Regions from separate parts of the Mus musculus genome. Here all the other regions are linked to region 1. The links are chromatin contacts, called in public HiChIP or PLAC-seq and Micro-C maps. All regions are on one chromosome and are shown on one strand. Each heading gives the region's core, a stretch centred on a gene start, on an enhancer-like site or on the middle of the called end of the contact. The rest is flanking DNA. Distances are from core to core; before and after follow the strand shown. Region 1 holds the start of Ccdc141 (coiled-coil domain containing 141). Region 2 holds the start of Ttn (titin). Region 3 has its middle 13 kb from the start of Gm35317. Region 4 overlaps Ccdc141 (coiled-coil domain containing 141).

Evidence for each region. Hi-C and Micro-C count contacts between places; a contact is called where the count stands out from the background. HiChIP or PLAC-seq counts read pairs in DNA pulled down with a chosen protein or histone mark.
Region 2: a Micro-C map of muscle stem cells shows a contact between it and region 1, with 5 times the contacts expected there. The contact joins the promoter of Ttn here to the promoter of Ccdc141 in region 1. A contact is called at or near these places in 13 of 39 promoter capture datasets (the 3T3-L1 cell line, 3T3-L1-derived adipocytes, cranial neural crest and 6 more), 6 of 484 Hi-C or Micro-C datasets (the HL-1 cell line, cardiomyocytes, embryonic stem cells and 1 more), 2 of 115 datasets of contacts at active chromatin or transcription factors (astrocytes and embryonic stem cells) and 3 of 9 other capture datasets (adipose tissue, embryonic stem cells and liver).
Region 3: an H3K27ac HiChIP or PLAC-seq map of embryonic stem cells shows a contact between it and region 1, with 9 read pairs. The contact joins the enhancer-like site here to the promoter of Ccdc141 in region 1. A contact is called at or near these places in 3 of 39 promoter capture datasets (the 3T3-L1 cell line and hippocampal neurons), 1 of 15 datasets of contacts at CTCF or cohesin (stem cell-derived epiblast-like cells), 11 of 484 Hi-C or Micro-C datasets (the BV-2 cell line, bone marrow-derived macrophages, cerebral cortex and 4 more), 7 of 115 datasets of contacts at active chromatin or transcription factors (the SCID.adh cell line, cardiomyocytes, embryonic stem cells and 1 more) and 2 of 9 other capture datasets (embryonic stem cells and macrophages).
Region 4: a contact with region 1 is called in a Micro-C map of muscle stem cells, with 5 times the contacts expected there. The contact joins the enhancer-like site here to the promoter of Ccdc141 in region 1. A contact is called at or near these places in 2 of 39 promoter capture datasets (the 3T3-L1 cell line and liver), 2 of 484 Hi-C or Micro-C datasets (muscle stem cells and nephron progenitors) and 3 of 9 other capture datasets (adipose tissue, liver and pancreatic islet).

Annotation. Positions count from the first base shown.
Region 1 is chr2:77,169,252-77,172,212 of GRCm38.p6, forward strand. It overlaps Ccdc141 (coiled-coil domain containing 141), which reads right to left and starts at 1,384. Exons shown (of 24, transcript NM_001025576.3): 1 at 1,134-1,384. The coding sequence starts at 1,235.
Region 2 is chr2:76,980,992-76,983,952 of GRCm38.p6, forward strand. Ttn (titin) reads right to left here and starts at 1,556. Exons shown (of 313, transcript NM_011652.3): 1 at 1,347-1,556.
Region 3 is chr2:77,335,480-77,338,440 of GRCm38.p6, forward strand. It overlaps the pseudogene Gm13649. Among named protein-coding and RNA genes, the nearest start is that of Gm35317, 13 kb to the left of the region's middle. Within about 2 kb of position 1,527, at least 22 of the 459 cell types and tissues checked have an H3K27ac peak or open chromatin away from gene starts, as enhancers often do. A contact at or near this core is called in embryonic stem cells, stem cell-derived epiblast-like cells and trophoblast stem cells, where this site is marked.
Region 4 is chr2:77,019,300-77,022,260 of GRCm38.p6, forward strand. Ccdc141 (coiled-coil domain containing 141) reads right to left here. Exons shown (of 24, transcript NM_001025576.3): 22 at 614-730. Among named protein-coding and RNA genes, the nearest start is that of Ttn, 38 kb to the left of the region's middle. Within about 2 kb of position 1,567, at least 5 of the 459 cell types and tissues checked have an H3K27ac peak or open chromatin away from gene starts, as enhancers often do. A contact at or near this core is called in muscle stem cells, where this site is marked.

The DNA.
Region 1 (2,961 bases), core at 134-2,633:
AAGTAATGTTTACTAAAAAACAAAAAAGTCCTAGATTTGCTTCTCTTCCATCCCTGCTGGAATCTACATGTTGCCCAAAGCGTCTTTAAATCGTGTGCAAGTGACCTGATTGCACTGGGGAAGCCATGGTCCTTGTCATTCCCACTCACACCTCTGCTGAGGACAGGATGGGGAGTGGAGCTGAAGTCCTATTTGTTGTGCAGAAGTCTCCCAGTACTGAGAACCCCCCACCCCCACCCCCACCCAGCTAAGGCCTTGAGCAGGACCCTGCATTCCATGCCTCTTCAGAGAATTGCTTTGCTCAATGTCAAGCTCGGCTTTTCTCCTACACAGCTTCATGCTACTATACAATTTTGCAGCATGTAAATCCAATAGGCCTTGTAGCCAGGTATTTGTTTGTTTGTCGTTTTGTTTTACCAGGTTTGCTTTCATTAAACCTGAATTATTTGGGTGGCATAGTGTCTAAAGAGCAAGCTTATAGTCCAGAGGATCTTTCATGATGATTTCAGTCAGAGGAAAAAAAAAAAATCATGGGAGCCTCGTACAACCCAAAATAATGTGTGGCCATCTTTGCACAATTAGACATAAAACAATTAGACATAAAACACACAGTTAAGGCCCGAGTCACTGCACTTTCCTTTTCTCAAGAGGGAGAGGCAGTTTAATAAGTAGTCTGTGGCAGTCTCCATCCCCCTACAGTGGGAGAAGTATTTAGCGTTGCCTTTACCAGTGAAAACCGGTTCTGGGAGGCTTCTGGTGCATCCAGTTCTCTCAAGCTCAGGACAGTGCCCCACTCTGACCTGCCTCCCCATTCTCCATCACAGCCACTCAGAAATCTCAGGCACTGTCCTGGCCACCCAACTCTCCTGGAATTCCTCAACCTTCATCACATGCGCCTCGCCTGTAAGGACCAAACTGAAAGTACACAGTAAAGTTTGTTGGAAGGCGCTCTAGAGGCGTTTTACCCTGAAAAGCAGCTGCCAACTTGTTGGAACTTAGCAGTCCTCTGTCACGGATTTAAGTGGCGAAGATCACTTGTTATTTGTCATCTGCTCTGCATTATCCTCCCGTGCTCTCAGCCATTCCGCCAAGAGCCCCCCAGCCACACAGAGGAAAGCAAGCTGTGAGTTTACCTTGACAACGGCGATCACGATCTTGGAGTCCCCAGCGTGCACGGCTACAGAGCTGACAGTGGTGGTGGAAGCACCCACATGGGGACTTTCTTTGCAGGACATGGCACTTTAGAAGCAGGGCTTAAACCCCGAGCAGCCTTGGTAGTGATGCTGTCTGCTGGTCATGTCAGAAGGCTTCCACGAGGCTACCGGGACTCTTTCAGGGAACGCGCCTCTGTTCACACTGATTGCCCGGCCAAAAGGAAAGAACAGGAAGTTAAAAATAGACAGCCCCATTGAGCTTATCGAGAGGGAGGGGGAAAGGGGAGAGAGAGTTACACTCGCGGGGGGGGGGGGGGGGGGAGGGAGGGAGATGGAGAGAGAGACACAGAGACAGAGCACCACCCCCCTAGTATGGTAACAGAAAGTGCCAGTTATTTGAACCATTATCTGAAACTCGAGGGACAGCTTTGAGCTCTTTGCCTATCAGCTGATGTCTGATAGCTAATGGAAAAAAAAAAAACAAAAAAAAACTACATCCTGACAACCCAAATTAGTTTTGCCATCGAAACTAAACAGTTGTAGCTATGGACTTTGCAACCAGAAAGTCACTGACCTGGATATCAGTCTTTTCAAGTCTTCTTCGTGCAAAGAAAACTACTAAAAATGACTCTCTCTCTCTCTCTCTCTCTCTCTCTCTCTCTCTCTGTCTCTCTCTGTCTCTCTTTCTGGTATTTATTTGAGGAGTTAAGTATTTTTAAAACAACTCACCCAGGATTTATCAAGAACTACACATCTTCCTGGGATTTCTCTGTGACTGTTTTCTGAACAGTATTTTCCAATTCAGCCAGCAAACAGCTGTGAGAAAGCTCAGCACTTCCATGCTTCTTGTTAACTCTAAGAAATGTGTTTTCTTTGTAGTGAACATTTTGTTTCTTTTTTGTTTGTTTTTGGCTCTGCTTTGTTTAGCCTCCTAGACTGTTCTGGCTCCCCCCGCCCCCCACCTCTCTTTCTTTGTAAATCCCCATTTCTACCTGGAGAAAAAAAAATTTTCAACTAGCTTCAAATCAGAGTGAGGCTCACAGATTAATCCTATTGCTAGAAGCTCTGCCTCTGTCAGAAGTTGTCTGTGGTATTAAGCAGCAGCTGTTGGAGCCCTGTCAAAGAACAGCTGAAAATAACACCACTGAAGTTTAGGTCAGAGGTCAGAGGCAAACACATCAGAGACACTAACTCCAAATCTGATGAAACCACTGGAGAGCCCTGGGATGAAAGATAAACCCGAGGACGGAGCCATAAACGGAGCCAAAGGAACCCACTCCCTGTGTAGCCCCCCTTAGCTCTGAGTAAAAGCACGTTAGACCCTGGGCCGACAAGGCGGGGGCTGCGTAAGCAGTGCCACTGATTTCTTATGCTAAGGCTTATGAAAACATTGTTGAGTTGAAATGTGGGCGAATGCGTGCACACGCACACGTACGTGGGTGTCAGCAATTGCTCTTCTTTCCCTGGCTGCTCTGCATACTGTACACCCTTGGACCGGCGCTTCTGCTTTTCAGCATCTGCCTGCCTCTCTGATGAGATGGGAAACACACCAAGATCCCTGCTCCTAGATTGAACAGACTTCACCTAACACCGCGACGGCAGCAGCCGGAGTGAGCTAGCTCTGGTCAGCAGGCGCCAAGATCCTGGACAGTGTAGAACCTGTTCTGAGTGGTTTCAGTTTGGGGCGGGGCGGAGGAGTTCTCGGAGAAATAACCACTTCTGGACATTAAAGATAGTTTCTTCCACTGAGCCAGTATGTAACCGGGCTGGGTAAACCAAAGCAATTCAACTACAACCAGCTTTCAGC
Region 2 (2,961 bases), core at 306-2,805, 190 kb before region 1:
TAAAAAGATCTGTGCTTTATTATGTGAAATATTCAACAATAACCAAAAAAAAAAAAAAAGAGTGAAATTTGCAGTTAATTCCCTTTGTAAGTGAAAGAAAGTATTTCATCTACCATTTTTGGAGATTATGTAAGAAAATTCTTATGCATAAATAACTAAGTAGTCACCTTGAAGCAAACCAGTGTTCTGACATTAAAGGGCAGGCTCTGAATTGTCAATTGCCTCATTTTTATCTTTCACAACATTCTTTGTTCACTAAATGTTACAGTGCAATACTCTTCTTAGTCCTATAACTCAATTTTTTTTGAGACAAAATTCATACCCCATAAAAATCCAGATGTTATCCAAAAGTTTTCAGGAAACATTTCTCAGAAACTCTTGCTTCTTTCACATTATCTTTCAGATGAACACATTTTATGCCTAATTTTTCCTGTCTGTAAGCCAGTGTATCTTCAAAAAAAATTAGCTATCTCCTTAGATAAACCATGTATAATTAAGTATTTATCTAATAATGGGCATTTACAATTTGTAATCTAATCCCAGGAAGATAGGGAATCAAAGTGTATTTAGAAATTAAGAATCCTTTATTTCTTACCCTTTTTAGCATTAACATTATCTCACACCATATAATTGGATTGTGGGTTAAATTAAAATGCATAATGAGATCTGGAATCTTCTAGAAAGCAATTCTATAGCTTCATTCAAACTTATAAAATGTTGAGAATTAAGTGGCCTAGCTGGGTTTGATATTCTTATTGTCTAGGAAGACTAAATTTGTTTCTGTGAGCACTTGTTTCTCAGAGGCCTAAGGCTGAAGGCATGCATCTGAAATGTCACACTCCCAAAATAAACCGTCCAGCTTGACTGACAGCAGACAAGTGTTCTGCCACCGTCCGCAACAGATACCTCAGCAGTGGATTCCCTTAAAAAGTCATTGGGTGCAGCTGATGCCACATGGGTTTTCTCTGAGCTATTCTTGGTCTGCCTTGCTTTATCAACGGGTCACATAACCTTGTACATTCTCAGCAGACACGTTTACTAAGGAAGCAAACATTCATGTCCCCATTTCAGACTCCTGGTTCTAGGACATCCCATACATTTTAAAAATCAGAATGGTTGACTATCGCTTCAGCACTTGATTCTTTTCTTTTTTCTTTTCTTCTTTTCTTTTCTTTCCCTTTCTTTCTCTCTGGAAAATGTACATTTCAAAACCAAATTTAAAACACAGATTCACACTGTAGGTCAGCAAGATGAAACCTTTAACAGAAGGCATTCATTGTTCAGAGCATCCAATAGTAACCAATCAGAAAGAGCTCCAGGGATCAAACAAGCTGGTTCTCACTCACCTGATTTCTCAGGAGTGCCCAAAAAGGGTGGGACCAAGCCCAAGTTTGCTTCTGAAACGACGTCCTACGTAGAGTTGGTTTTTCCAACCATCTCCGACATGAATCGGTGAGCCTCTAACCCTCCAAACAAAACCACACAGTCTTGACTGTGTGGTTTTGTTTCCTATGCAATCCCTACACCCGAGGCGAGGTGGGAATGCGCGACTGCTCCAGAGCCAGGGGCTGGCCGGCCCTTATATTCCCCAGATCTGCTGACAGCCCAACATCCTTACAGCCCGGCTCTGTGATTGGCTCTGTTAGGAAGGCATGATGGGAGAGGACCTATTTGGGAGTATCACAGACCACCTGTTCCTCTGATTGGCAGTGCTAAATTTAGCCTTTCAGAAGAGGCTTTACCGAGGAAATAGAATTGTATTTTAAAATCGACCTCACTGGGACTCAGAGACAAGAGTGGTTGCTGCAAACGTGAAAACTCTACCCAGGTGGAACGGAGGCCAGAATGTGACAAAGGATAAAACTTGTGGACATTTGTAGATCTAAAACAATCCTGAACTTGAGCCCCGTGCCCTGTGAGTCAGGCTCCACTTCTGTTCCCTACCCTCTAAACCCAACCAAATGGGCCTGTCAATCATGACAGCTGATGAAGTAATTTATATCACACATAGGTTTCATCTTCTCTGAAGACTCAGTTTCGATAAACGTAGCATTTGAAGAGAATCCATTTGTCCTGTTTGTTCTATAGAATAGCTATGCCAATGTCAGTGAGTTATGTGTACCCCAGCCTTGCAGGAAATAACACCCAAAGGCAAAGTCTGCTTAAGGCTTCGGTATAGTCTGTGTGGGACAATGTCTGCTCTGGTTAGAGTTCATTTTTGCCTGCCAGTAGTATTTACCAATACCCATGGGCTGCCTTGCTGAGTGGTGAAGTCTGAGTTTAAACCAGCCATAGGGTTCTTTTACTTGGTGTAAGATTAGTACAGGGTGTGCTTCTAATCTCTGCAGCTTGCTGTCACTAATGGGAAGTGTTTAGGGCATGATATACTTACTATTTTAGGAGTGAATTTAATTTTAAGCCAGAGATAGTTCAAATACAAAAGATCATATCAAATGGCCTTTGTTGTGGCTCAACCCAGGGATTTGTAAAATTCTGCTCAGAGCAAAGAAAATTGACTCATTGATAAAGGAAAGACACTTCTATCAATAAAACAGACTTTAAAAAATTAAATTTTAAAACAAATTTCCTTATGTTTGTAATAAAAATGTTCCCTGTTGTGGGATAAATTGGCCTTGCAGTAGACTTTGAACTTTTTGAGCCTTTTCAGTCTCCTGGCTACCTATATAGTGATAGTTCATTAACATTTAACAGCTTCAATTTACCAGCAACTGGCTCCGTGAAGCTCTGATAAGAAGCTGACACCACCGTGTCCTTATTTAAACAGCTATCTCCTTTACCTAAGTGCTGCTGTCTGGCTGGAGCCGCCATGCCCAACCCCCACCAGCCGGTGTCTGCTATCACTCAGTTTCATCCCTTTCTTCCCAAATGGCCAGTTTCATGTTGTGTATCTTGACAGTGACTCCCAACCAGAGACTCCTGTTAAGGGAACTTGTCAGTCAT
Region 3 (2,961 bases), core at 277-2,776, 170 kb after region 1:
AGATATTTCCCATGGGTGACAGGCTCTACATAGGCTGGCCAGTCTGGCCACTGACGTCCAGACAGTTGCCCAGCCTCTCAAGTTCCAACTGAACCTGTATGAGCTGAAAGAAGGTCGGCAGATCAAGCCTTACACCCTCATGAGCATGGGTAGCCAACCTCCTGTATGAGAAGCGGTTTGGTACCTACTACACAGAGCCTGTCACTGCTGGCCTGGACCCAAAGACTTTTAAGCCCTTCATTTGCTCTCTGGACCTCATTGACTGTCCCATGGTGACTGATGACTTCGTAGTCAGTGGTACCTGCTCTGAACAAATGTATGGGATGTGTTAGTCTCTCTGGGAGCCCAACATGGATCCAGAACACCTATCTGAAACCATTTTTCAGGCCATGCTGAATGCAGTGGACCGGGATGCTGTGTCAGGCATGGGTATCATTGAGAAAGACAAGATTACCACCAGGACGCTGAATGCCTGGATGGACTAACCTGTGCTCTGGTCCCATCTCCCTTTTGTTGATTTTTTTTTTTTTTTTTTGCTAGATAAATAATGACTCCATATTTATTTGAAAATGTACCAATACATTTTCTTAATTTCTCTTTTAATCTTCAGGGATGTTGTAGGATCAATATGGCCTCCTCATGACAGGTACCATGGTATAAAACTAAAAACCCACGGAACACAGGAAGTGCTGCTGTGGTTGGATGTTGAAGTTCTTTCAATGAGTCCATAACTCTGGACCTCTCCTTTTTCTATCATTAAAAAAGATTAGTTTTAAGAAGAAATTTGAAAAACAAAGCATTCTTTATACATTGTGTTGGGTAGACACTAGTGCCAAATAGCACTTTATATAAAAGTTTGAATTCCTTAGAATAAAAGAAAAATGAAAATTCTGTGCTCATCTCAGTAGCTTCAAGATTCCCCAGGTCCATGGTGACCATAGCTACTTCCAATGGGACAGTACAGACAGAAAATATGCTTAGTCTCTAAAATGCCAATTAAACAACTCTAGTTCACTACAGCATTTTAGCTCCCGAGTAACTGAAAATTTGTCTAAAACAGAACTTCCCACACTACTCGCAAATATTCTTATTTTTACACATTTGTATGTTACAGTTAATATTTTCTTACTTTTTAATAAAATCGCTTTTCTTTCAAAAAAAAATAAAACAAAAGCATTGTCCTTAGGCTGTGGCAAAAACTATCTAAATTCTGGACTAGGTTGGGCTAGATCTCAGACCTTATCTCTAAGCAGCACCAATACAGTACTTTAGCTGCCCACAGCCACAGGAACCAGGCTCCTGAGAGGGAGGCTGGGGCTGCATGAGAGAAAATGGCGAGAGGAATAATGAGACCAAGACAAAGATACTGATCAAGACCCAAAGTTTACTTAAGAGTCTGAGCTTATAAGGGGGGTGGGGTGGTGGAATCCCATCCCCCACCACATAAGGATAGTGTCAGGAGAACAGGTTCAGCCTCTTAGCAGGTATCAGGTGTCTTGGAGAAAAGAGCAGAGGTGGCAGAACAATAGACCTATCTAGGTGTGAAGACTCCACCCTAGGTGGTCTTATTCACAGCAGCCGAACAGGTCTGAGACAGCCTGCTCAAGGCTGGGGGGAGGCTACATAGTAATATTGATACAGGTTAAATGAATCTGACTAACTCTTAGCTCTGAGAAAATGATACGGATAATTTGAAAATAATTTTATTATATAACAGCTAATGGAAAGAAAATTATAATTAGGTTGTTTTGGGCAGTTGATTTTTTTTTTTTTTTTTGACTTAAACTGTTCCTGATGTCTAAATTCTGAGATGTAGCTAGGTTTAGTAAAGGTCTGCAACATTATCTACCAAACATCCTCACTACTTCCCCTCATTCCCCTATACCCTGCCAGGGTGAACCCAGATCAGGCATGGTAGTCCAGTCACTCGGACTAGTAACTGTCACTAGAACTGTCCTTGGACGCTAAGTGGGAGGAGTCTGCCTCTCTCCTTTGGAAGTGAATTTGAACCATGTGGCCTTAGAGCAGCTGCAACCATCTTGTGATGCCAGATGCCATTCTGGTGTCTCACAGGAAACAGACTCAAAGGATTGCCTTTTAAGAGTTTATGACTTGAAAGAGACTTGTGCCTTCCCCATTCATCAGGATTTTAGCATTTTGAACCCCAAATCCCAGATATGGGTTAGTTTTTGCTATTTGCACCCACAGGCGTTTCAGTGGGTATGAATTAAAGTGCAAGTTGAGTATCTACAAACTTCCCATAGTTCATATGACCTTTCATGAAGGCCAGCCATCATTTAGGCTCTCATTCCAGGGCACTGTTGCACGTCCAACAGGTGTCTAAGTGTTCTGGAAATCTCCAAGCAGGGACTCCTTTGCCAAGGTCCACCCTTGGCTAAGTCATGATCTTGAGGAAGGAATGCTTGAGAGTGGTGAAATAAATGACTTGAAGTAAAATCAAGGGTCCAAGCCAACAGCTTATCTCAGTCAGTCTGCTTACACAGCTTTCTTGTTATTCTAAAACTTCTCTGAATAGCTCAACATTTGCATATCAAAAGCCCAGTCTTTTTATTTATACATTAATTCAGCCACTACCCCACGTTCCCTTTTGATTATCCCATGAATCAGCATCCTGTGACTCCAGAAAGAGACCAAAAACACCTGAAATTACCATTCCTACCTTGCCTGGGTCTTGATCTCAACTCCTTCTGTCCCAGGATGACCTTGAACTCAGGAATCTACCTGCCTTTGTAAGCATAGCTGGGTGGGATCTTGCCCTGCAATCACCACTCCCATAATCTCTTTATCTCCTTCCTTAACATCATCCTGACAAGATTGTGCGGCTGCCTCTGATACTTTAGATCTGTGATGATCCTTATACAATCCATAGGGCATCCTGATATTTTGGATAGTTGAGAAATTATCTATTTTTGAACTCATGTTTTCAGTGTTCTTTCCCAC
Region 4 (2,961 bases), core at 317-2,816, 150 kb before region 1:
CTCTTATCCATAGGAAAGCCTGGAAGGGTGTGGCCACTTAAACGAGACCTTTGAAAGCCTTTGTATTCATGAGTATTTGCCATCCCCTTGTTAGCTGCTTTAATTTACATGTATATGATACAAGGTTTAAACATTTGTTTAAGTAGTATTTATACTTTAGCTGGATTCGGTACCTTAGTACAGATGCTTAGAAATATCATGTGGTGTTAAGAGTCTAGAGGAAAAACATGGAGCCTGGTTTTATGTACTAATATTTCCTCATGGTTCATGTAAAACAATTTTAAAAGCTTCCCCTTTGGTAATGCTCTAACAGGTTTTCAAATAAAATGAAATAAGATTGATGCAAAGGTCATTAGGCAAGAGATGGGAGAGTAGAGCTAGCCTAAGCTAATGTGTCTGTGAGATGCTTATCGCTCTAGGATTCAGTAGAGGGGACCCAGAGAGAAACCTGAGAGAGAATGACCAAGTAAGGGTAGCTAGCATGGCCGGGATGAGGAAACTCACAGTGAGTTTATATTCAAAAACTTGATTTGATGGGTGAGACAGAGTTGATATAGATATACAAATCTCAAAGACAAAATAACAGAAGGTTGAAGCTAAATACTTTCATTACCTCATTCCTTTCTTCACTGAATGTTTTCTGGTCATCCTTCCCTGGCCCCTTTAGCAGATCAATGCAATTGTCATGGAAATCTTCCAAATCTGAATTCATCTTTGGAACCTCTCCCTGCTGTACAAAGCAAGTTTAGTGAGAGTGAGAGCTAGAAAAATTAGAGAAATAATGCCATATGCTAACCACCCAGAAAAAAAAGTAAGCCAACAGCAACTTTTCAGTAAATGCATTCCACAAGAGACCAATGTTCCACTTCAAGCTCCCAGCTCTCTTCTTGCTCAGCCCTTTAGTAGAGCTCATTGCCAGTAAAACCAATGGTTCCAAGGCCCTGTAAAGAATGAAGTGACTGTTACCGTAGGATGTTCCTGCAAGCACATTCTCTGGAGATGGAATCACTGTGTAGGACACTTTAAGCCACTAGGAGGCTGAAGGGCATCAATGAGGAAGACATGCTGAGGTCTCTGGAGGAGAATGAAGAGGAAAGCCTGGGAATCCACACACGCAGACTGGGAGAATATCGGAAAGAGGAAGGAAATAGAACAGTGGGGAACACAGGCTGTCTCCTGCGAGTATTACTCGTTCCTGCATTTTATGGGGCTCAGCTTTAGTCAGAGGTAGTGGAGCTTTACACACTGGCAGGGGGGCAGGTTGAGGGCCAAGTATTTGTGGAGAGAAATGGAGGCACAGGTGCATCAAGTGTTGGTAGACATGGCTGCAAACAATGTTTGTATTATAGTAGAAGATTGTTGTGTGTTCATCATGGTGTTAGATGGTTATGGAAACAGGCACATTCCCCAAAGTGCATATTACACTTGCTCAGAGAATTTGGGAGAACCTACTGGGGAAATTGAGCTTTGAATCTCTACTCTAAAATGAAACTGGTTTGTATTACTGCATGAGTCACTCGGCACTAATACACACTTGGAATCTAAACCACAATGGCAGCTGTTGTGGAAAGAATTCTGGGTGTTAAATTAGATGTAACTTCAAATTCCAGATCTACTATCAGTGGCTGTGAAGACTCAGGGACAGCACTTCTAATCTCCTTGGACCCATATCTTTCTCCTGGAAGACAGAAAGCAACCCTCGTAGAACACACTTTTAATCCTCAGCCTAGGGAGGCAGAAGCACTTGGATCTCTGAGTTTGAAGTTAGCTTAGCCTACATAATGAGTTCCAAGACAGCCAAGGGTTATATAGTGACAACTCTGTCTTATAAACAAACAAACAAAACTGGAAACCAAAAAGTATCAAACAACAAAGGTATTCTCTCCATCTCAAGGTTCCTTGAAAATCACCAGAGATGATAAGTATGCAAGCCTTTTTAACATGTCAAACTGGTACACAAACAGCAATGAATTTTCATAACTATTTTATCCTTTTCAGTTTGTGAATCCTCTCTTTAACAGCTCCCATGTAAGAAGAGTTGGGGCCCTCAGGAATGCATTAGTGAATTTGAAAAAGAGATTTAAGAGACCCTTTGCACTCAGACCTCATAAATGTGAATGAAGTAACTACAGAGAAGCAGAAACTCCAATGGTTAAACCACCTTCATCTTGACTTCAGACTTACTAACCTCTGGAACGGTGAGAAACACATTTCTCTTGCTTATCCACCACCAGGACTATAGTACTTAATCTAGCAGCCAGAACAGACTAAGGCGAATGAGAAAGATCACTAGTGATCGGTGAGTAACAAGGGAGGAGTAAGGGAGATTTGTGTAGAAAAAGGGATATTTCTATTTAACTTTGGGTATGGATAACATTTTGATAACTAGAGGGTCATGCACTTGAAGTAAAAGTCAAGTAGTAGAAACACTAAGGAAGGTTAGACAGGAACTGCAATGAATCTAGAAGCAATGGAGAATGTGTCAAGTCTCAAAACCATGGAAGGGTCGTGTAGTGAAGGCTTTTAACATAAAAGGACATGAGCCCAGCAATATTCAGAAAGGGGAATCACACCAGATATAGAATCAAGGGACTTGCAAGTAGAATAAAAGAGTATCTGAATGCTGGATTGGAAATGCAAAATAGCAAAATAATCCTAATTGAAGGGAGTGTCCAAGGCATAGAAAATGAGAGAGTAGAGGCAGGTTACAGGAGCAGCTCTTCCAAGAACGGAGCTATGGAAATGAAGGATGGAAAAGAATCACATTTGAAGAGACTAGATTTCATTAAGCTGAAGATGTCCAATATAAAGGAGGGTACTATAGATGATGGCCAGCAGAGTCTGAGAAAGGAGGATTTTCATTTTATACATGTATGAAATGGAAAAAAAAAAAAAACAGGAACCCAGGGAGTTGAAATAGAGGTAAGATGTTCACAAAGATAATCTAGGATATATGGCTTA